4 separate regions of the Mus musculus genome follow, and all the other regions are linked to region 1. The links are chromatin contacts, called in public HiChIP or PLAC-seq maps. All regions are on one chromosome and are shown on one strand. Each heading gives the region's core, a stretch centred on a gene start, on an enhancer-like site or on the middle of the called end of the contact. The rest is flanking DNA. Distances are from core to core; before and after follow the strand shown.

Region 1 (5,058 bases), core at 1,565-4,064:
AACAATCATGGGGAGAGCTTGGTGGGTGGGCCATTGAACTTCAAACCTGTGCGTGATGCCCAAGAGCATTGTCATGGTGGTGCAGGTAGGAAGGGAGGAGAAAGCCGTGAGAGAGATCATTCCTACCCTACGGATGCCCTTCTGCTGCCAGGCCAGGGGATTAACTAACAGAGTAAAGACCACAGCCTTCTAGACCTGCCCACCCAGCACACCTTCAGATCCACCAAGGAGAGCGGTCCAGACTCACATGCCTGCAACACTGCAATGGGGATTCAGACCTTGGACATAGAGTACAAAGTTTCATCTCAGAAGGCTGAAGGCAGCACGGTAAGAGGAGTCAGGCTTCATTCTAGACACTGCCCTAAGGCATAAGGCAATGTCTAAGCCTGCACCATAGAGTACAACAACATGGTATTCTGCTTCCAAACACAGATGATAGCTCCTACATTGCATGAGCCTTACAAGAGAATGGGGCCTGGGAGGTATGCATTAAGAAGGCTGTTAGAGCAGTTCTCTGTGGAAAGTCTGAGGCTAACCGACAGTCAACCATTTCCAGCTAGAGCCCTGCACCTCTGGTGTGGCTTGAATTCAGCTCAGTATATGTTCATACAACCCAATGAGTCATCACACTCTTTAGCTTTTGTGCTAAAGTTGCAAAGAAGTATAGAATTTAAGAATTGCATAAACGTAAAATGGTATACATAGATTATTTAAGGAATCAGGTATGTAAGAAGAGTTCAGAGACCTAAGCGTCTGGTGTCTGTCAGCTCTCTAATCTATTTTGTGAAACGGGGTCAATCCCAAAGCAATCCCAGCCTACAAATGGCTCATTTGTACCTGATTTTGCAAGGGAAGAATCTAAGGCATGGGATCAAATAACCCCATGATCTTAAAAGCTACAGAATCTAACTGAGGAGGGAGGTCCTAAGGACGCAGCCCAGTTGGTAGACTGCTCTCCTAGCACTCAATCCCCTGCCTGGTATAAAATGACTTGGGGACACATGCCTGTTATCCTGGCACTTGGAGAATAGAGGCAGGAGAGGGAAAAGTTCAAAGCCATGCTAGGCCACAGAGTGAGTTTGAACCAGTCTGGGTTTCATGAGATTCCATGTTTGTCTGTGTGTCTGTCTGTGTGTCTGTCTGTGTGCCTGTCTGTCTGTCTATGTCTGTCTGCCTGCCTGTCTGTCTGCAGCAGAATTTGAATATGGTTTGGCTTACTATAAAGGCATTACAGTGCAGTATTAAGCACAGCTGTCTTAAGACAAGTAAAGCAGAGTGGACCGTTATAAATGAAACCTCAAGCCTGGGACATATGTTCTTCATGGTTTAGAACTATGACAGCAAAGGGGCCGCTATGGGTTGTTTTTGAGGTTTTGTCAGTACCAGTATTCAAATCCCTACAGTCTCCTGTGGCCCTTCCCATCTTTCTAAGTTCGTGTCCCAGCTGGAGAGTCAAATTTGAAGGCAGGATATCCATAGTGTGGGTTAGTTGGCAGGTCTGAATTTGGCTGCTAGCTCCTGTGGGTCTCCAAAGGAAACAAGCAAGCTCACATAAGAAGCTTACAACAATATAAATTCTTGGATCTTGTCCTTGGGGAAAGCTCACTGTGACCACTAAAATGTCATGAAGAAATTCACTCACCTTTTCTGGCCTACAGGATGGTAACAAGGACCCTCAAGTATACAAGAATTTTCAAACCGCCTTTTCTTGTTTTGGTTTCATGAGATTTCTTAGCCCATTTATCATTTGTATAAAGGAAGGCTACTGATTCATGGGACTTAATTTTATATCTGGACACTTTGCTGAAGTTGTTTATCAGCAGTAGAAGTTCTCTGGTAGAATTTTGGGGGTTGCTTATGTATAATATCATACCATCTGCAAATAGTGATACCTTGACTACTTCTTTGCCAATTTGTATCCCCCTTGGTCTCCTTCTGTTGTGTTATTTCTCTAGCTAGAACTTCAAGTACTATATTGAATAGATATGGGGAGAGTGGGCAGCCTTGTCTTGTCCCTGATTTTAGTGGGATTGCTTCAAGCATCTCTCCATTTAGTTTGATATTGGCTGCAGCTTTGCTGTATATTACCTTTATTATGTTTAGATATGGGCCTTGAATTCCTGATCTCTCCAATACTTTTAACATGAAGAGGCGTTTTATTTTGTCAAATGCCTTTTCAGCATCTAATGAGATGATCATGTGGTTTTTTTTTTAATCCTTTGAGTTTGTTTATATAGTGGATTACATGGATTTTCGTACATTGAACCAACCTTGCCCTGGTATAAAGCCTACTTGATCATGGTGAATGATGGTTTTGATGCGTTTTTTAATTCAGTTTGTGAGAAATTTATTGAGTATTTTTGCATTGATATTCACAAGCAAAGTTCATGGGCGTTTCTGTGGGAGGCCTGACCTTCGCTCTCTCTACATGTCTCTCTCTATTCTTCCTCTCATCTCCTCTCCTCTCACCACCTTCTCTCCTTTATCCTTCATTCTCTTTCTCACCTCGCTCCCTCCCATCGTTCCTTTAATCCACCCAGAGAGCTCAATCCTCGTGCTAGGCACTGTGCCAGGTCTGGAAAACCTGGCTCTCCCTATACAGAAACTTACACCGGGGTGTGTATGTCCCAGGAATGCTAGGATGTTTGTGAAGCTACACCGCTGCCTTCCTGTAGCATCCTCAGCTCTAACGATTCCTGGAAGCTGAAACTGTTGAGTAGATTAGGAGAAAAAGAACAGCTTCCCCAGCTGCTCCCGCCGGTCCCTCACGACTGCTCCTGGCTTCTAAGCCACAGGGACCACTTGCTTGTGCTCACTCAGTCTTGTGACTCACACTGGAGTCACCGCTGACCCTGACCTATATGGAGGATGGTCATTTATTTACCCTTTGAAACTTGATCAGGTGGCCCATTAATTTTGCAACATTAATTCTAAGAGGAAATTAGATTCCAACCAGAGTCATTTGTCTTTTGAAAATAGAGCCACCAGAAGAGAACATCGATAATCACAATGTAATTTTCTGAGTTAGGAAGTGGCCAGAGCTTGGTGTCGAGGCTTCTGCACATCTAAGGGTTTCATGGCATTTTCTTAAATGAAAGAATTTGTTTTGAGACTTGAGGGGGAAAACCACTTCAAAGGGCCATTTCTCCCTAAGATGTAGCTGAGAGCTTCGTGTGCAAATGAAAAAGTCATCTACACATCGTTGGGGATTATACTTCTGCAGTACACTTGTTATCTCCCCGAGTCTACAGAGGCTGGGAGATGGCTTGGCTGGTGAAATAGTCACAGTACAAGAGCAATGAGAGGAGTTTCATTTCCAGAACCCACAGGTAAAAAGACAGGCATGGTAGCACATCCTTGTAACCCCAGCACGGAGGGAGTCAGGCAGATCCTTAAGACTCCCTGGTCAGTCACCTTCACCTACTGGGATGGAGTACCTCAGGTGCCAGTGAGAGATGCTATGTCAAAAGTGAGGTAGATGGCCTTCACTTAAGGAATAATACCTGAGGGTGACCTCTGGCCTTCACATACATTAGCCCCATGTAGACCTTCACACACACACACACACACACACACACACACACACACACACACACACACACATACACACACAGAGAGAGAGAGAGAGAGAGAGAGAGAGAGAGAGAGACAGAGACAGAGACAGAGACAGAGACAGAGACAGAGACAGAGACAGAGACAGAAACAAAGTCTAACTGATAAAGTATTCGAATACATAGAGCTGGTCACAGAACCCAGGAGGTCTATATCACCGAGTGATTCATTTAGCTACAGAAATCTTTCTTTTCAAGCTTGTTAATCTTCTCAAATCTGCTATGTCTTCAAAGATGATTGTTTTCTTCAAGGAAACATCTTCCTTAATAATCTAATCTATGAGTTCTGCCTTCCTGACCAGGTTATGGACTTCTAATTTAATTCTCCACACACCATGCCTTCTGTTGAAAATAAAGCGTTATTTACCTAACAATTTTTGGCCCAATTTATCTCTCTTTTTTAATACATATATCTCAGTTATATGTTTCCAAGATTAAAAAAAATATTACTTTATGACATTGCTACAGTGTTGAAGAAAAACTACAGCTGAAGGCCTATGTAAATATCTGGCTTTTATTTCTCTTCTTTTGCAAACAAACAAACAAACAAACAGAAAATGATGTAATTTTGGCATCTTTCTGGCACCTGGATATATATGTACATGGTCTTATTATGCTGAGACACTTCTGTAGGCATAGTCTTTGGATTTCATGAGAATGGAAGTTCTCTGCCAGTAGCCACAATGTACCTCATAAATATGTACAATTATTACAGGTGAAACAATGAGAAAAGGATGTATCAGTAAATGGAATTACAGTTCCCTGATTGGATCATTATACATTATGTACATGTACTAAAATATTAGTCTATATACCACTAATATGTACAATAAAGAGTAAAAATGAAATAAATTAAACTTACCTAAGTAGAGACTGAAAAGCCAATAGTTACCCTAAAAGTAAAATTTCTTGTAAAGACTTTTTTATTTAATCCAGCTTATCAAAAATATTACTACTCCAGCATGTAATCAATAATTAGATTGATGAAATATTATATGTATTTTTGTATACACAAAGTTCTTTGGACCTATTGTTTTAACTATGGCACATCATAAGCTAGATGATAAATTTCTACAAGAAAAATATTTTAAAAATGTTTATAATGTTCAAGTCATGATAAGAGGGAGTGGAGTTTCTGTGATCTAGCTGTATTACTTACGTTTCTGTTGCTGTAATGAGATGGCATGAGCAGAAGTAACACAAGGAGTGAGGATTTATTATGGCTTATGGTGCTGGTGGGATGGAATCCATCCTGACTGGCAGGCGTGGCAAGGCTGGTTTGGCTGGCAGAAGCTGGTTGATCACATTTTCATAAACATGCAGGAGGCAGGAAGGAGCAGGGAGCCGGGTTAGAGAGAAGCCCCCAAAGCCTGTCCCTAGTGATATGCTCCACCTCCCAAATGGTCCATAACCACCCAAAACAGTTCCACCAGCTGGGGACCAAGTG
Region 2 (5,058 bases), core at 1,314-3,813, 370 kb before region 1:
AGTGCACCCACCCAACAGACTGGACTGCCCACAGCTCCCTGCCCAGGGAGGAGGGAACCACTGAGAATATTCCTGCCTGAGATGTACACTTACCTAGAAGTCAACAGGACAGATAACTACCCAAGATACTGTCACTTAAGAAGATGAGATTCTATGCAGAGGGCTGCTGCCAGGGAATGGTGGGTGGCGGGGACTATCTAGCAAGAAGTGGGCTTCCCCCAGCATGTTTGACATGACAGATGTCAAACAGTGTGACACAGAGCAATGGCAGATGCATTGCAGGGAGTGGTGGGCGGCATATGGTATGTATCCTGACACGCCGTAGCATATGTACCATATAGGTACCTGTCACACACACTGTAGTGTAAAGTTTCCAATACACATAAATGTTAGATCCCAGGTTGGCAAACTGTAGCTCATTGGCTAAGTCTGGCTGGGGAGAAGTTTTATGTGTTCTAGGAATTAAGAATGAATTTTACCTTTTCAAATGGTTGTAAGACTAAAAATAAAAACACACAAAAATTGTATTTCTACTCTGTTGCGACATAGCTTCAACCTATAGCACAAGTTGGCACCTGTGTGCACTTTCATGGGCGCTAAGTAGCTCCTATTGCTGTTGAGTGACCAGGACAACAGAGTGTCCAAAGCTTAACAACTTCTCTTTGGTCCTTTACTGGGGGAGAAAAAAAAGCCTATCCTCTAATGAAAGCATCAATACTGACTGGTATATTGCTAATATAATCAGTACATTGGCATAACAATATTAATATAACAATATACAATGGCATAACATTAAAATAACTGAGGTCATGCATCCACTGATATGTTGATAGTAGAATATTATATGTTAAGTATGTTATAATAACAATATTATGTCATTGCACTTAGTAGTCAGGTTGGATAATAGAAAACTGTCATTTTTGTAGACTCTGATCCCTTGAAAGTTGGCTAATTTCCTATTATTAGGTGCAGTGCGTGTTGTGGTAGGGACGACGTGAATGTCGGTGATTGACACATCACTTGCCTCTGTCTCTGCCTTCTGACTTGTTCCCATCTATAGTAACCTTAGACATTTGACTTCATGTCTCGTCTTTATCTAAGACCTGAGTCACTGTTTTCTTCTTAAAGGTAATTTTACTTGTGATTATGCTTGTGTGGTTATGAGCCTGTGTGTGTGCAGTGCCCCCAGAGGCTAGAAGTGGGTGCCAACATCCCCCAGAGCAGTGCATGCTCTAAACCACTGAGTCATGGCTCCAGCTGCTGTGTCACTCACTAGCTTCTAACACAAATGGATAGCAAAACTTGTTTTGTCCAGAAATGACAGACTTTCTTTACAAGATTCATTTTGAATTTACAGTTCTACAGACTGCCCTTGCTTCACCGGCTCCCTCTGCACTTGGCACGTGTGCATGCTGCCTTTGAGGCAGACCAGGGGACAGGAGGGACAGGAGGGTTCCCTTGCCAAAAGTGCCACTGCTGGCATCTTTGGGCTGTATTATGTCTAGCGGGTGTTTGGAGACTGATAACTGTTTGGTGGCATCTTCCTTCTTTACCCACAAGATGCCTCTAGTGGCCTCCCTGCCGACCCCCTGCCCGCTACTTTGACATCCAAAAGAATCTCCAGACATTGCGAAATAACTGAGAATGGTTAGGAAGGGATGCACATCCGCCCACCAGCTGCCACAGTGAGTTAGGACGGTGTTTCGGGTAGCTTGTGTCTGTCAGTCAGAGGAGGGCAGGCTGCGACTATACTGTTCGCACCAGCACGGCTCAGCAGCAGCAACAACACAGGGCAGAGGCACGAACTAAGTGTTCAAAATGTTAAATTCTCAAATTCAGGTACAGAGTTGAGCCTGCTAGAGAGAAACTTGAGGGGATCGAAAAGCTTCCTTTGAAAGGAAAGCTACCCGGGTGGATTAATCTTTTTTTTTTTTTGGAAGGCATGGGCTGTGATCAACTTCTTTCTGTTCCAAGCCTATTATTTCAGCACGGAGAGCTCGGGCTTGTGTTCTTGTTTCTCCCTCTCCCCCTCCACCCCCTCTCAATAATCTTTTATTGCTCTAACACGATTTTACAAAAGGAACTCTTGTGTACATTTGGGCTGAATGTGAGAGAAATAGACTCCTCATCAGAGAGGTAATTAGAGTTTATAAGCACAGCCCAAGTCTGCAGCAAATCCCTCTACTAATGAGGAAACCAGGAGTCTGACTTTCAAACAAACACTCCTGTTAATCTTTTCAAAGCAAGTCAGACATGTGGGCAGGCAAAGGCTGTAAACCAACAGTGGCTCTGGTAGGCTGCCCTGGTAGGCTGCCCTCTAGCCTCTCCTCCAGCCAGCAGGCCACACCTCATTCCTCAGGGTTCATCTCTGCGCCCTCACCGGGGACCTCTATGAGCAAACTCTGTGTCACTTGTTTTGCTTACAGAGAGCCATGACATGCTTGAGAGTTAACAGGAAGCTCTACTCCATTTTTTTTTTCCAGTTAGATTTATACAGTCTAGGGAGAAGCCGAGGCAGGAGGGAGAGCATTAGGCACACACACAATCGGCCTGTTGTCATCTGATGCAATACACTGGACACAAACAAGTGACTCTGCCCATTATCCCTCTTGCTTCATTTGTCCTGAGACAAAAAAGGTGAATCCACTGGAAAAAAATGAAGGAGAGGTCACCACGTTTCAGAGCCGTGTCTGAACATGCTCTGCCAGTCTGTCCCAGTTCTTACATGGTAATGTGGTAATGGTACCACGTTACCGGAATCCCGAGTGAGTCCGTGATTTGTCATGGGCATAAGCGCAGGAGTAATGTTACAGTCTCAGCTGCTGGGGGCAGAGTATGTGGAAGATCTGAGATAGTGTGGCGTCTTTCTACGAGAGGTCAGGTTCTCTCTCCCTCCTCCCCTTCTCCTTCCATCCCTCCCTGTCTCGCTTTGTATACGCTCTGTAATAAAAAAGACATGGGCCTTTTAGATATGTTCAAATTCAAGTGCTCTATTCGAATACGTGTTCTCATTTACAGCTATTTTATTTTTAGTTAGGTGCTCGCGCGCATGTGTGTGTGTGTGTGTGTGTGTGTGTGTGTGTGTGTGTGTGTGTGTGCTTGCAGACACTGGAGGAAGGAGAGAGATGCCCTCGAGTTGGAGTTATGGGCAGCTGTGAGCGGGCTAATGTGGGGGGCCTGGGAAGAGCAACAAAGGTTCCTAACCACTGAGCTACCTCACCAGCTCCCCGTGTTTTCATTTTTAAATCCTGTCTAACCTCTTTCCTTACACATCAGCAGTCACACAGAATTTATACATCACCCAACTACGGCTCCTCTATTCTTTTGGCTAGTCCGGTGCACGCCGCCCCCACCCACTCAATTCAGGTGACAACTGCCCCCTCTCCCATTCATGGGGAGACTTTAAAAGTAGGAAGTGTGAGGATTAGAAGGTTCAGCCACTTTCACTGGCAGTGTCTCTCCCTCTATGGTGCTAAGTCTCTACCTTGACAGAGCGCAGAGTCTTGGCTCTAAAGCTTGATGTGGATGAAAGAGGTCCCACCCCAGGCCCCTCCCACTGCCCCCAAAGGATTAAACAACCTGAGCAGATAATGACCGCCTTAAAAGGCTCTCCTGCGTGACTCAGATTAGTATGCGCTGTCTGTCGCCCAGGTTGGCAGCTAGACATTAATTAACCAAAAGAAAAGGAAGAGGGTAAAATAAAGGAAGAAGAGAAATGAGGAGGAAAGATAAACCTTCACGTGGCAGCTCCTTTCAGACAAGGTGTGGAGTCTGTCTGTCTGCAAGGGACAGAGACAGACAGGGCCCGTCTGCTGAGAACGCATGTGTGTGTGCTGAGCAGCTAGGCAGGTCGGGCTGGGGGAGGCTGAAAGCCCAGAACTCGAAGCTGTCACTGGTGGGATTAGAAGGCACATCAGCCACAGAGGGGTCAAGTTCGGCTGACAAGCTGTGGGCCTGACAGCCTCTTCCTTTCAGGGACCCTACCTACCCTCTCTGGCCCAGGTTTATGAGAACACATTACAGGCTTTTGAGGCCTGTGCTCGGGGCTTGGTTTCTAGAGGGAGTTTTGCCAAGTTGAGGCTCACTCTATGCCAGTTGTTTGTCATTCTCTGGTCTTCCCTACTGGGCAGCAGAGGGTCACTTTTGGGTCCTGGCGAACTCTCTCTCTCTCTCTCTCTCTCTCTCTCTCTCTCTCTTCCCCCCTCTCTTTCCTGTACTATTAAATAAATACCTTTCCTTCTAGCTTGTATTGTTGAAGTCCGGATCATATAGCCGTGAATTAGACCTGATACTTACTTTACTTTGTGTGACAGTGGCTGCGGATAGATTGTGGTAGTGAATGTCCCTAGTCCTATGTGTATATGGGTGGCACTCCCTGCACTCAACTAATAAACATACACACACACACACATCCCTGCACTCGACTAATAAACACACACACACACACACACACACACACACACACACACACAAAACCTTAAAGGACATGAAGTTCTGAGGGAGACGGTATGGGGAGTTGAAGGGAGGAAGGGACGTGGATACGGCCAAACGGATCATCCCTGTGTACGCCATCCTCAGAGAGTGTTAAAAGCCACTCTTACATGTGATCACCGGTCAGCCGGAGGAGCTGGCCCCAGGTGCCCGTTTTGGATGGTGACCAAGCTAAAGGACTTATGTAATAAATTTCAATGGGCAAGTCCACACTGGGGACATTTCCAAGGAAAACAGTATTTCAGATGGAGGCTGTGGCCAATGGACAGAATTGTCTCGGGGGGGGGGGGGGGGGAGTCTGAATGTCGACAGGTGCTGCTGGAATCACACTGTGTCCCCGAGGGGACAGGCTTTTACACACAGCCAGCTGAACAAATGCCAGCATTTCTATGTCACCCTCTTAATTCTGGAGACCGTCAGCTGCCAGGGAGGTGCTGGCACTGACGGCCTCCAGTCAGGTGAAAATGGGAGTGAGCTGGCTTTGGCATTTCAGTCCAGCACCAAGGCCTAGTTGAAGCTAGAAGTTCTCAATGCCCCCAGCTGAGACAAGTGACAATGTCCAGCAAC
Region 3 (5,058 bases), core at 1,551-4,050, 310 kb after region 1:
GCACTGTGGAAGCAGAGCAGGCAGATCCCTGGAGCTCACTGGTCAGCCAGCCTTATCAAATCGGCAGGCTCCCAGCCAATGAGAGACCTGACTGTAAGAGCAGGGTAGAAATGAGAGAGATGGTGCAGAAGGCATAAAGTACCTGCCGTATAAACACTTGGAACCCCAGCATGTACGTAGGGAGCCAGGCACAGGTGTCTGCAACCCTGTCACAGCTGAGGGAGGGGGAGGGAGGGAGGGGTGCAGTGTCAGGCCACAGCCCGGTGAGCTCTGGGTTCAGGGACAAATGTTTCTCAAAAGATAAAGTTAATAGTGGAAAACACCAGCCTCAACCTCTGGCTTTCACATGTGTACTTGCATGTACACGCATATACCTACACACTGTTATGCATGTGCCCATACATATGTGCATATGCACACACAACACACATACATGTGCAAGAGAGAAAGAGAGAAATACCAGAAATAAATCTTGTCCTAAAAGTTGATGCCCATTTTCTGACAAATATGACTTCTAGTGACAGCAAGTCAGGCTTCTCGAATAGGACAAAGATGCATGCTTATACTTCTAATTTGATGACGTTTTTAACACAGAGAAAAGATTCCTGAATAGCAAGCTGTGGCTACACATACACTTCTCATTCACTCTGTGCAGCCCTCCCCCTCCTCCCTCCCACTCTGTGATGTACTACACTGAATGAGTCTTGCAGCCTCGGAGTAAGGGATTCATAACTTTTGATTCTAGAAATCAATGAAATAAACACGTCGAGGCCTTGGATGCTTCTCTTTACCTCTGTGGACCTGTGTCTCCTCATCTCCAAGATGAAGGCATTCTAACTCCCAAGTGCCACTAAGGTCCCTGCATGTTGTCACTGATAATGGCAATGTAAATGCTGCATACCCATAACTGACTCAGGGCAAGCCTTGAGAACCCAGTAGAGAAGGATGAAGAGGGGATGGGATGGGGTGGGTGGGATGGGGTGGGATGGGATGGGATGGGATGGGATGGGATAGGGTGGGGTGGGATGGGGTGGGATGGGATGGGATGGGGTGGGGTGGGGTGGGATGGGGTGGGGGGGATGGGATGGGATGGGATGGGATGGGGTAGGGTGGGGTGGGATGGGATGGGGTGGGGTGGGATGGGATGGGGTAGGGTGGGGTGGGATGGGATGGGGTGGGGTGGGGTGGGATGGGGTAGGGTGGGGTGAGATGGGATGGGACGGGATGGGGTAGGGTGGGGTGGGATGGGATGGGGTGGGGTGGGGTGGGATGGGGTAGGGTGGGGTGGGATGGGATGGGATGGAGTGGGGTGGGATGGGGTGGGATGGGATGGGATGGGGTGGGGTGGGGTGGGATGGGGTGGGGGGGATGGGATGGGATGGGATGGGATGGCCCTCAGAATGGTGAGAAGCCATTTTTTAGAGCAGACTTCTTCATGAACTGTGAGACAGCCAGGGAAACAGATCAGCGCCTGCGAGTCACAAAATACCAGCACACTACGCAGCAAACCCCACTAACATCCTCTAATTGGGTAGAAAGTTGTAGAAAAGTCTAAAGTAGAGAAACATTTTCACAAAATTCTGCTTCCCCCCGAACTCACACGGTCACGAGGATGACAGGATCCCACGCAAGGAAGGAACACCTTAGGGATGTTGTAAGGGTTTTCACAGTAACTCTTAGAAGTTAGGAACCAGAACTTTTCACCGTTTTGCAGGGGGATTGAAATACAAAGTGATTTTTACAAACGTTTGGAGCTATCTCTCGGCGAGGAAAACACACCGTTTCCCTGTTTGTTCTTTCAATTTGCTCCACAGACCTTTCCCCCACACTGGTCCCAATAAATCAGTGCACTTCACCAGCACATTTAACGTTGGCCAGACTTTCAATTAGTGACTTTCTCCCAGGCAAGGCCAGCTATGGTCACACAGTTCTTTTCTTAAACTTCTTGCTATTCTCTGGCTCCCAGGAAGTGTGCACCTGTCAGCCAGCCCAGCCCCCACCCTCTCTCATTTTCTTAAAAGCCGGAACTCGGTTTCATTTTTCACTCTTGATTTTAAAGCGGTTGGAAAGCATGAAAGAGAAGGGGCCAGCAAGGGAGGTAAATAAATCTAATCACCGCGAAAAGGCGATGAAAGACCCGTGCCTACGTTTCCTCAATTTGTTCTTGAAATGATCCTTGCCACACTCATTGACTGAGGACCAGCTCTGGGTTCTCCAAAGAGAGGGTTCACGGAGCTGGGAACAAAAGAGCCAGTTCTTTTCAAACACCCATTGGAGTCATTAGTTCCCACCTTTTCCTCTTCACATTTCCAGGCACGGTTAATAAGTAGCTAAATTGACTTCTTTGAATCCTGTGCCTGCTCCTTTCTCTCGCCCACCCTCCTAGACGCATGTGGTTGCGCAGTTCATTCTTTAAGAGGAATGACACCAAGAAAGAAAGTCCTTGAAAAATGGCCACCAGCCACTTAAGAACTACAGACATTTCTAGTAAACTGAACAGCTAAACAGTGGCTGAAAGGGAGAAACGTAAAATCAAACTGGGCAGTGTGGCAGATCTTTCAAGTGCCAGGCTATGTCCCTGGCTCTTATTGTCCCTACGGTGGTCCCTACAGGACACTCCAGGCCTCCTGTAAGAACATACAACTGCCAATGCTCTTCTGACGGTTTTCTCTGGGGTGGTGATGGGAAGGCCTGAGGCGCTGCTGGCCAGGAGCAGCAGTTGGCCTCTAGACAGTGTGGACTGGAGGGCAAACAGACAGTCGTTCGGTCTTCAGTCTCACAGAGGGCAGCTGCTCTGCAAGCCTGTTCTGCTCTGTGTCCCAGAGACATGCCTTGCAAATGTGTCACTGACCACCTTAGCTTTGGGTAACACACAGCCATGGGAGAAAGAGAAATGTCTCCCCCTGGAGGACACACAGGCATGCTCGCTGCCCGTTGTATTAGACTTAGTCTCCCCCACACTCAGCATTCCACCCCATCAACTGCCTGGACCAAGCCGCGAGACCCACTGGAAGCCTTGAGGAAAGGGAGACTCAAGCCACGGATTCTTCAAGTTTCTTGCTGTTCTGTAGCTATATGATCTTTGTCCCTGTTGTCCTGGTTTCATTTCCTCCACCAGCAACCTTGACACCAGGGAAGGCCTGTCGCCTGTCAGAGGGAGGGGCAGAGGTCTTGCTCACTTCACAGGTCTCCTGCTGAGCGCATACCAGAGAAGTTCGGGAACTGAATTTCTGTTTGGTTCAAATTAGAATAGTCACATCCTAATAAGATTTACCTTAAAACTTTACTTCACTCTATGAATCACATAAGAACACGATTAAAACAGAATGCTTTAAGAAATGGTGCTCCAAGGACTTGGGGCTACAGAACTAGAACCTGAACCCACCCCCCAAATACTCAGTAATGGCACATACACCAGGGGCCATCGTGATAATACACTGACTGTCTACAATAGTAAAGTTGCTTACAAACACAGAATGTGACAAATCCTTTCTCCTAAAGGATTCTCTCTCTCTCTCTCTCTCTCTCTCTCTCTCTCTCTCTCTCTCTCTCTCTCTCTCTCTCTCTCTCTCTCTCTCTCTCCTCCCTCCCTCCCTCTCCCTTCTCCCCTTTCTTCCCTCCTCTGTGTTTGGATAGATACATAGATAGATGTATGATAGATAGATAGATTTATAGATGCATAGATAGACAGACAGACAGACAGATAGGTGATATGCAGACAGGTGATAGACAAACCGACTACATATGGTAATAATTGCAGCTTTTGCTTATCTCTTATGAAACATTTGTTTACTTTATGTCCTTGCTTGTTTGTTGTAGCACAAAAGAGTCCATCTCTCTAAGTGTATTCATTGCTGTTACAAATGGAGGGAAAATATAATTAACAGGAAAAAAATAAAAACTGTTATCACATGATGTCTTTTTCAGTTGAAAGGGACATACAAGGAGATAGCTGGCCATGGGACTGGCATCTCAGTTGAAGTCCAAAGGGTTTTCCTACCTCTTCATGGTAGACAAGTGGCCGTGACGACCCCACAGCCATACAGAAGTGAAGACACCGTTTCTGCAGGCTGCATGGACCTGGTTCGCTAAATTCCACTGAGATTCCCCCAGTCACCTGTCATTTCTAAAGATGCAGATGAGAAAAAAATTGTGTGGTGCTGCCTGCAGAATCACACCCCTCCCCCCTCCCCCATCCCATCCCCCCCCCGCACCCCCCCCCCACACACACTTAAAGGAAGAAAGCGGAGAGGCAGAGTCTGGAGGCTAACTTCCCCTGCTTCCGATGCTTCTCAGATTAATCTGAGAATGACACCACTAGGCTGAGGTAAGAAATGCAGGCAGTGGTGGCCACTCAACTCAGTACTTAAGGAGAATCTTCACATTATGTTACAAAGTAACATATTTACACCAGGGGTGGAGCTAATGTCCAAAACAAGCGTCCCCACCTATGATCATTCTGCTTGCTTGTTTGTTTGCTTGTTTGTTCTTTCATTTAAGACGTTTCAGTGACACAGACAAACATAATGAGCCATCTCTACTAAAAATAGAATGTTTCTTGCCTGGCCTGACTTGATGCTGATTTGTGGCGACTGGTTTTGAGGAGAGCAAACATCTTCGATACACAATCACTTATTGAGGGCCTGCGACACCCAAGGCCTGCTGCTGGATGTGCCAACTCAGAGGGACGTGACTCAAGCTGGTGTCTTGAGAGACTTTATTATGATACAGACATTTTTCCAAGATAAAAAATAAAATAAAATAAATACACAACTTTGTGTTTTTCCACAGCCTCTGAAGATTGATTTTTTTCCCCCAAATTCTCTGTAAAATGGAAATTCGGGGAGAAATTAAGATGTGGTTTTATTCACCATTGTTAACTGTGGTTTCTTACCATGGCAGGAGCCTTGGGAGTTTCCTCATTTGGGCCAGAAACAGCAGAGAGGTTCCAATCTCTGTGCTTTTTAAAATATGGTCTTTTCCATCTGTTTCTTAAAATTCTCTCAGCAAAGCAAGGTGATGGTCAGGGAACTGCTGTTTGATTGGACCTAACAGTGC
Region 4 (5,058 bases), core at 1,894-4,393, 290 kb before region 1:
GAGAAGCTTGCTTGAGGAAAGTGTTGCTAACCCTCTTATTGTGGAATAAAGAGAAGGGGAAACCTGATCCTTACAGGCAGATTCTGAGTCAGTGCTGTTGGTTCTGGGGTGAAGCTTGTTGGCCTGCTGTGGAAAGGAAGTGTTTGCTAGGACCGGCCGGGGCTTGTTCTCTGAGGGGCCCAGGCTTCCCTTAGTTTTGTTGGCTTTTGCTTAGTTTTTATTTTTGTTTTGTACCATTTTATTTTTGTTTGTTTGTAGTTAAATCCGAAGAAAACAGACTTTACTACATGCGCTATTACAAACCGTGAACCAAAAAAAACAGAAAGAAAATGGAAGAAAAGTGGACATTGGATTTTAACATAGCGCACACCTTTTCCTTCTTCTTGTTCTCCCTAGGAGACCCAACAATCAGTTTCTAGTGCTTACATGGACTGCTCTCCGAGAAACATCCCTAGGGGTGGCAGTTGGATTTCTTCTTCCTCTATGAATTTGTGATCAAATAGAGAATGATATGAATCCTGTGATAACATCATGAGTCACTAAGACCAACTCTCCCGGAAAAGCCGCACACCAAGGCGGCCCTCCCTTTTTGGAGCGCCAGAACAGTTTATCCTTCCCGCAACGCGTCTCCACCACAGCCTTCCGCTCAGCCGAGAGAGACAACATCCCACACTGTACCCCAAATCACGTAAAAGCGGAATGGAAATGCTTAAAGAAACCGACACTACACAAATATGAAGGAGCCCAGACTGTGACGGGATAAATATTATGTCTGGGGGCGGGGAGGGGGGGGAGGAAGATGGGGGAGTGGGGTGGGGGTGGGGACATCAACAGTGAGAGTCCAGGAAGGAATTTCACTTCAGAAAAGCACAAACTGGGCAAGTTCTGAGCTGCCAGGATGTCAGCGTAAACAGCAGATTCCACTAAGAAAGGAGACCTGTTCCTGGCAAGCAGCAGACTACTGGTCTTCTGGGGATGTGCGTGCATGTCACTGCAGCCAGGACTGACAGTCACTAGGGAAGAGACTGCTCTGCCAATGGTGGCTTCGCTCCCACACAGACGATTACATCCAGCCATATGCCTAGTGGTCCACCGGATGCCTGCCCTGGCCTTTTAAATTGCTATACCTTCCTACCCTCTACCAACCAGGTCCTGAGTCTACAGATATCACCGCCATCCACACAACAGAGAAGCACAGGAAAATGTCAACCTTGTGGGTCCTCATGTATATTTATCTTCTGAGTATGGGCTGTGTTTAAGACTTGGCATTGAACTGACCCTCAGCAGTCCAAGACACGTTCCAGATTCGCACGTTTTAGTATCTGCACGTCCCAGGAAGATCCATAAACAATCCCGAAACTAAGCTGCACTATAGAAATCTGGGCCCGTGTGCATTTTTTTTTTTTTTTTGGACCTTAGGAAATCTTTGGGGGGATTTTCAGAATTATCTATGACAGCTTCCAGAGATTTAAAGAATCACCAACTTGGAACAAGTGAGCATTGGCTCTGGTCTCCCTCCTCACATTTGCCACACGGCTGTTGTCATGTTTGGTAGTTGCGTGATCTGTTTCCCTGTGACAGGCATCGTTAAAGCTAAGTTCACTGATGGATCAAGTCTTCGGCAGCTGGTGAAACACCCCAGCAGGAAATGGGTGTTTGCAGATGTCACTGCCAAGGTTTCTTAAATGTTTGTCACCTCACACCCCAGCTCATGGGAGCAAGTTACAGACCGAGAAAAAGGCTCAGCTAATTGACCTCCCTCATGAAAGAGATCTCTTTTTGACCCTGAACTCGGAGATGACTGATAATCTCAGGCCCTGTGACTAAAGCATGCATTGTTCTGGGCAGCCTCCTGAGCGCCCTCCTAATCTCTGGACTTCAGAGAGGGTCTCCCAAGATCCCGTCTGATTTTCACCCCACCCTAAACTCCCAACCGGGAGCAGCTATCTCTCCTTCCTTTGTAGAGCCCCACAGATAATCAACATGCAGATTGGGAATCAAAGGGAGAAACATTCCTATGAGGAGATACACCCGAGCTGATCTAAAGGAGAGCAGGCGGAAGCCATGGTCATGGAGGAAGCAGGCAGGAGCTTCCTCTGCCTTCACCAGGTTTTCACAGGGGCCAGCAGGCAGCCAGGGCTTAGAAGCCAGACAGGCAGGTTTTCCCAGTCACAGGCTGAACCTGAGGTTAGAGCTGAGCATCAGCCAGCTCCCAGACAGATCCATTTCTTGGAACAGAGAAAAATCCTTCCTTGGTTAACTGGCAGTTTCTGTGAGGGTCACAATCCTCAAAATCTGGCATCTGGTAACAAGAAAGGAGGGTGTCCATTCATGTCATCTCTACCCTTTATCCCACACGGAGTACCCAGGCCCCTCCGAGAAGCCATCACTGACAGAATCCCAAACTGACCTTACGGAATGTGGATGTGTTGGAAGGCCAGGACCTTCTGGGCCAGTGTGTGGCCTCTGAGGGCATATTTTTAGGCACATTTAAAAAAATGAAAAATGAAATAGTCGGGTCTTAAGATCGTTCCATAAAGCATAATGCAACTTTTAAAGGATAAGGTTCAACCAGGGAGATTAGGGCTAATTGTGAGAATTAGTGAGAGTCATTTCTTCAGTTTCTAATGGGAAGCAAATCGCAAGAGAGAAGGAGAGAAAGAGAGTGAGAGAGGGTGGGGTGGGCTGGGCTGGGGAATATCCAGCAGGCTTTGATGGCATGAAAAATCAAAATAAAATCATATTTTGTGACTACAAAGTGAAATTATGAGATAAAACCATGTTTATTACACCGACAGCTCACTTGTCTTGGTATTGACATGAAAAATTTAAACCATAAAAACTCAAGACCAACATTATATATAGAAACCATAACTGGGTCAAGTGGTCAATTAGTCCTCCTGAGTTTTAATTACTCGTTACCCCTCATGAAGAGGAGAGCCTGCTCAAGTCAAATATAATCCAATTTTTTGCATCTGATTAATTTTTTTCATTCCAGGGTATGGGAAACCAGCCTCGCCTTGGGTGCTGCTGTTTTCCTGGGGGGGGGGGGCGGTTATGCAAACTCAAGTGCACACTGGCACGAATCAGACAGCAGAGTGCAAACACTCCACGCCTTGGGGAAACAGTCCATTGTTCCTCAGGTAAACACCAGCACCTCTTAGTCACCCACTCAAAACAGAAATGGCCAAAGAGGGATAGGCGACCAGCACATAGCACCACCAAGGTAGGCAGGCACGCTGCTTTCAGAACCCCACTCTTGATCATCATCAACTGGCTGCCACGGTCGTCACAAAGCCACCATGCAACTCCCTACGGGAAAATGTCACTGGAATAGTCCATTAAATAGTCTTCGAAACTTCCATAGCCAAACATGACAAAAAGACCCACTTAGACGCCTAGGAGTATGGGGACATGTTCTCTGGCAACCCAGCTAGATCCTACGAACTAAGCTTATTGCTAGGCAGGTGGGCGTGGGCCTGGCTGTTGGGGTCTTCCTTTCTTCTTGGCTTCCCACCCGCTCGGCCAGCGACTCATCTGAAACCTCCCTGATATTTTCTAAACACATGCCTCTGAACCGTAATGCGAATTCCATTTGCTGAAAGGCAGACTTTCAATATTCCAAGTGGATCCACTTAAGGGCGCAGGCTCTCCCAGGCCTTCGATAAGTGGGTAGACTCTTCTTTCAATCACCCTATTATTAGCACAGTAGCGCGAACACATATTTTCAATAACATTATATGTTCTCTACATTTTTTTCTCCAGCTGTGACATCATTCTGAAAATGCCCTGGGCATCTGGGGGCAGGGGTAGGGGAGCAAACACAGAAGTCCAGGCTCACACTCTCAACTCTCTCCTCTTTCCCACTATGAACACGGAATTTCCACTGTTCTGAACGCCTTCAGAATCAGTAGTAACAATCCCTTTGCTTGACATTTCTTGTCTGTTGCCAGTCTACCTGCTTTGTTTTGCTTGCTTGGTGCTGGGGATCAAACTAAAGGCCTTTCACACGGAAGGCTCTACCACTGAGCGATGGACACGACTAGCCCCTCCCTGTGTCTTCCCCTCTCTGAGAACTGATCGTATGACTTAGATATATGTCATTCCGCTTTGATTAAGCTAGAGATATCATTTACGGCTAAGATCGTTCAATTCTACATTACAAAGGTGAGGGTTTAAGCGAAGACCTTGCTCCTAGACTCTCACACGGCCTGCTGATGTTTGTAAAATGTGCCGTAGCTCCTTGAAATGAAGAGAGAACACATACCTCGGAAGATAACTGGAAAGCAGACAAGCCTACAGTGAGAGCAGGTCCTCTTTCTACTCCAATAGTTTAATAACTGGTTAAAGGTGAGGCATAATAACTGCATGTCCAGCTGGGCTAAGGAAATAATTTGGTCTCTCACATGAGCAGTATCTAAATGTTAAGTGAGCCTGGCTTCTCCCACCAAACCATACACAAAGAATGCATAGTGAAGGTCACACTGCTCTCAGATGTACCAGTAAGAGTCCATTTTTTTTAATCCTAGGAATATAAGCTTACTTAAAACTATATCAATAAGGGTTCCCCCAAAATTATTGATGTGACCAACTGAAACCCTGTCGCATGTTCGAGGGAGCGTAAGTACCATATGATAAAGGCTCATGGCTTTGATTATCCCATAGTGACCACCCATTATACAATCTCAGTCCTCATTCTGGGGTGGTTCGCTCACTTATCTCAGTTTAGGAAAACGGTGGAATGTTTTATTGAACTTCACAATTCACGCATCACACACTGTGCGTTCCAAGTCCATCACACGCTGTGCGTTCCAAGTCAGTTGTAAGCCAATTTAGTCATCAAAACGTGATAATATCCAGTTGTTAGGTATCAAATAAACATTACCTTAAATAAATATCATTATGCTGCATCAATAATAAGAAACGGCTACTATTTGGAAAACCCGGGTTCGAATTTCACACCCATCCGTGACAGATACGCACCTCTACCGCTCCGCCCGACAAACCTGAGGTCGTTGAATCTCGCTACCTGGTTCTTCATGGCCGCGGTAGCATTTC

Evidence for each region. HiChIP or PLAC-seq counts read pairs in DNA pulled down with a chosen protein or histone mark.
Region 2: a FOXA1 HiChIP or PLAC-seq map of pancreatic cancer cells shows a contact between it and region 1. The contact joins two enhancer-like sites. A contact is called at or near these places in 3 of 484 Hi-C or Micro-C datasets (liver and myocytes) and 1 of 115 datasets of contacts at active chromatin or transcription factors (pancreatic cancer cells).
Region 3: a contact with region 1 is called in a FOXA1 HiChIP or PLAC-seq map of pancreatic cancer cells. The contact joins two enhancer-like sites. A contact is called at or near these places in 1 of 15 datasets of contacts at CTCF or cohesin (large pre-B cells), 3 of 484 Hi-C or Micro-C datasets (granulosa cells, myocytes and nephron progenitors) and 2 of 115 datasets of contacts at active chromatin or transcription factors (large pre-B cells and pancreatic cancer cells).
Region 4: an HNF4G HiChIP or PLAC-seq map of pancreatic cancer cells shows a contact between it and region 1. The contact joins two enhancer-like sites. A contact is called at or near these places in 4 of 15 datasets of contacts at CTCF or cohesin (CD8 T cells, the NIH/3T3 cell line and stem cell-derived epiblast-like cells), 8 of 484 Hi-C or Micro-C datasets (CD4 T cells, cerebral cortex, epidermal suprabasal cells and 4 more), 23 of 115 datasets of contacts at active chromatin or transcription factors (the 230-238 cell line, the NIH/3T3 cell line, the SCID.adh cell line and 18 more) and 3 of 9 other capture datasets (adipose tissue, embryonic stem cells and pancreatic islet).

The regions. Positions count from the first base shown.
Region 1 is chr16:92,976,992-92,982,049 of GRCm38.p6, forward strand. No RefSeq gene overlaps it. Among named protein-coding and RNA genes, the nearest start is that of Gm41499, 23 kb to the left of the region's middle. Within about 2 kb of position 2,815, at least 32 of the 459 cell types and tissues checked have an H3K27ac peak or open chromatin away from gene starts, as enhancers often do. A contact at or near this core is called in pancreatic cancer cells, where this site is marked.
Region 2 is chr16:92,607,123-92,612,180 of GRCm38.p6, forward strand. All of the region lies in intron 7 of Runx1 (runt related transcription factor 1), which reads right to left. Among named protein-coding and RNA genes, the nearest start is that of Gm30224, 14 kb to the left of the region's middle. Within about 2 kb of position 2,564, at least 135 of the 459 cell types and tissues checked have an H3K27ac peak or open chromatin away from gene starts, as enhancers often do. A contact at or near this core is called in pancreatic cancer cells, where this site is marked.
Region 3 is chr16:93,290,316-93,295,373 of GRCm38.p6, forward strand. No RefSeq gene overlaps it. Among named protein-coding and RNA genes, the nearest start is that of Gm30588, 30 kb to the left of the region's middle. Within about 2 kb of position 2,801, at least 98 of the 459 cell types and tissues checked have an H3K27ac peak or open chromatin away from gene starts, as enhancers often do. A contact at or near this core is called in pancreatic cancer cells, where this site is marked.
Region 4 is chr16:92,683,993-92,689,050 of GRCm38.p6, forward strand. It overlaps Runx1 (runt related transcription factor 1), which reads right to left. Exons shown (of 8, transcript NM_001111021.2): 4 at 4,984-5,058. Among named protein-coding and RNA genes, the nearest start is that of Gm30281, 76 kb to the right of the region's middle. Within about 2 kb of position 3,144, at least 28 of the 459 cell types and tissues checked have an H3K27ac peak or open chromatin away from gene starts, as enhancers often do. A contact at or near this core is called in pancreatic cancer cells, where this site is marked.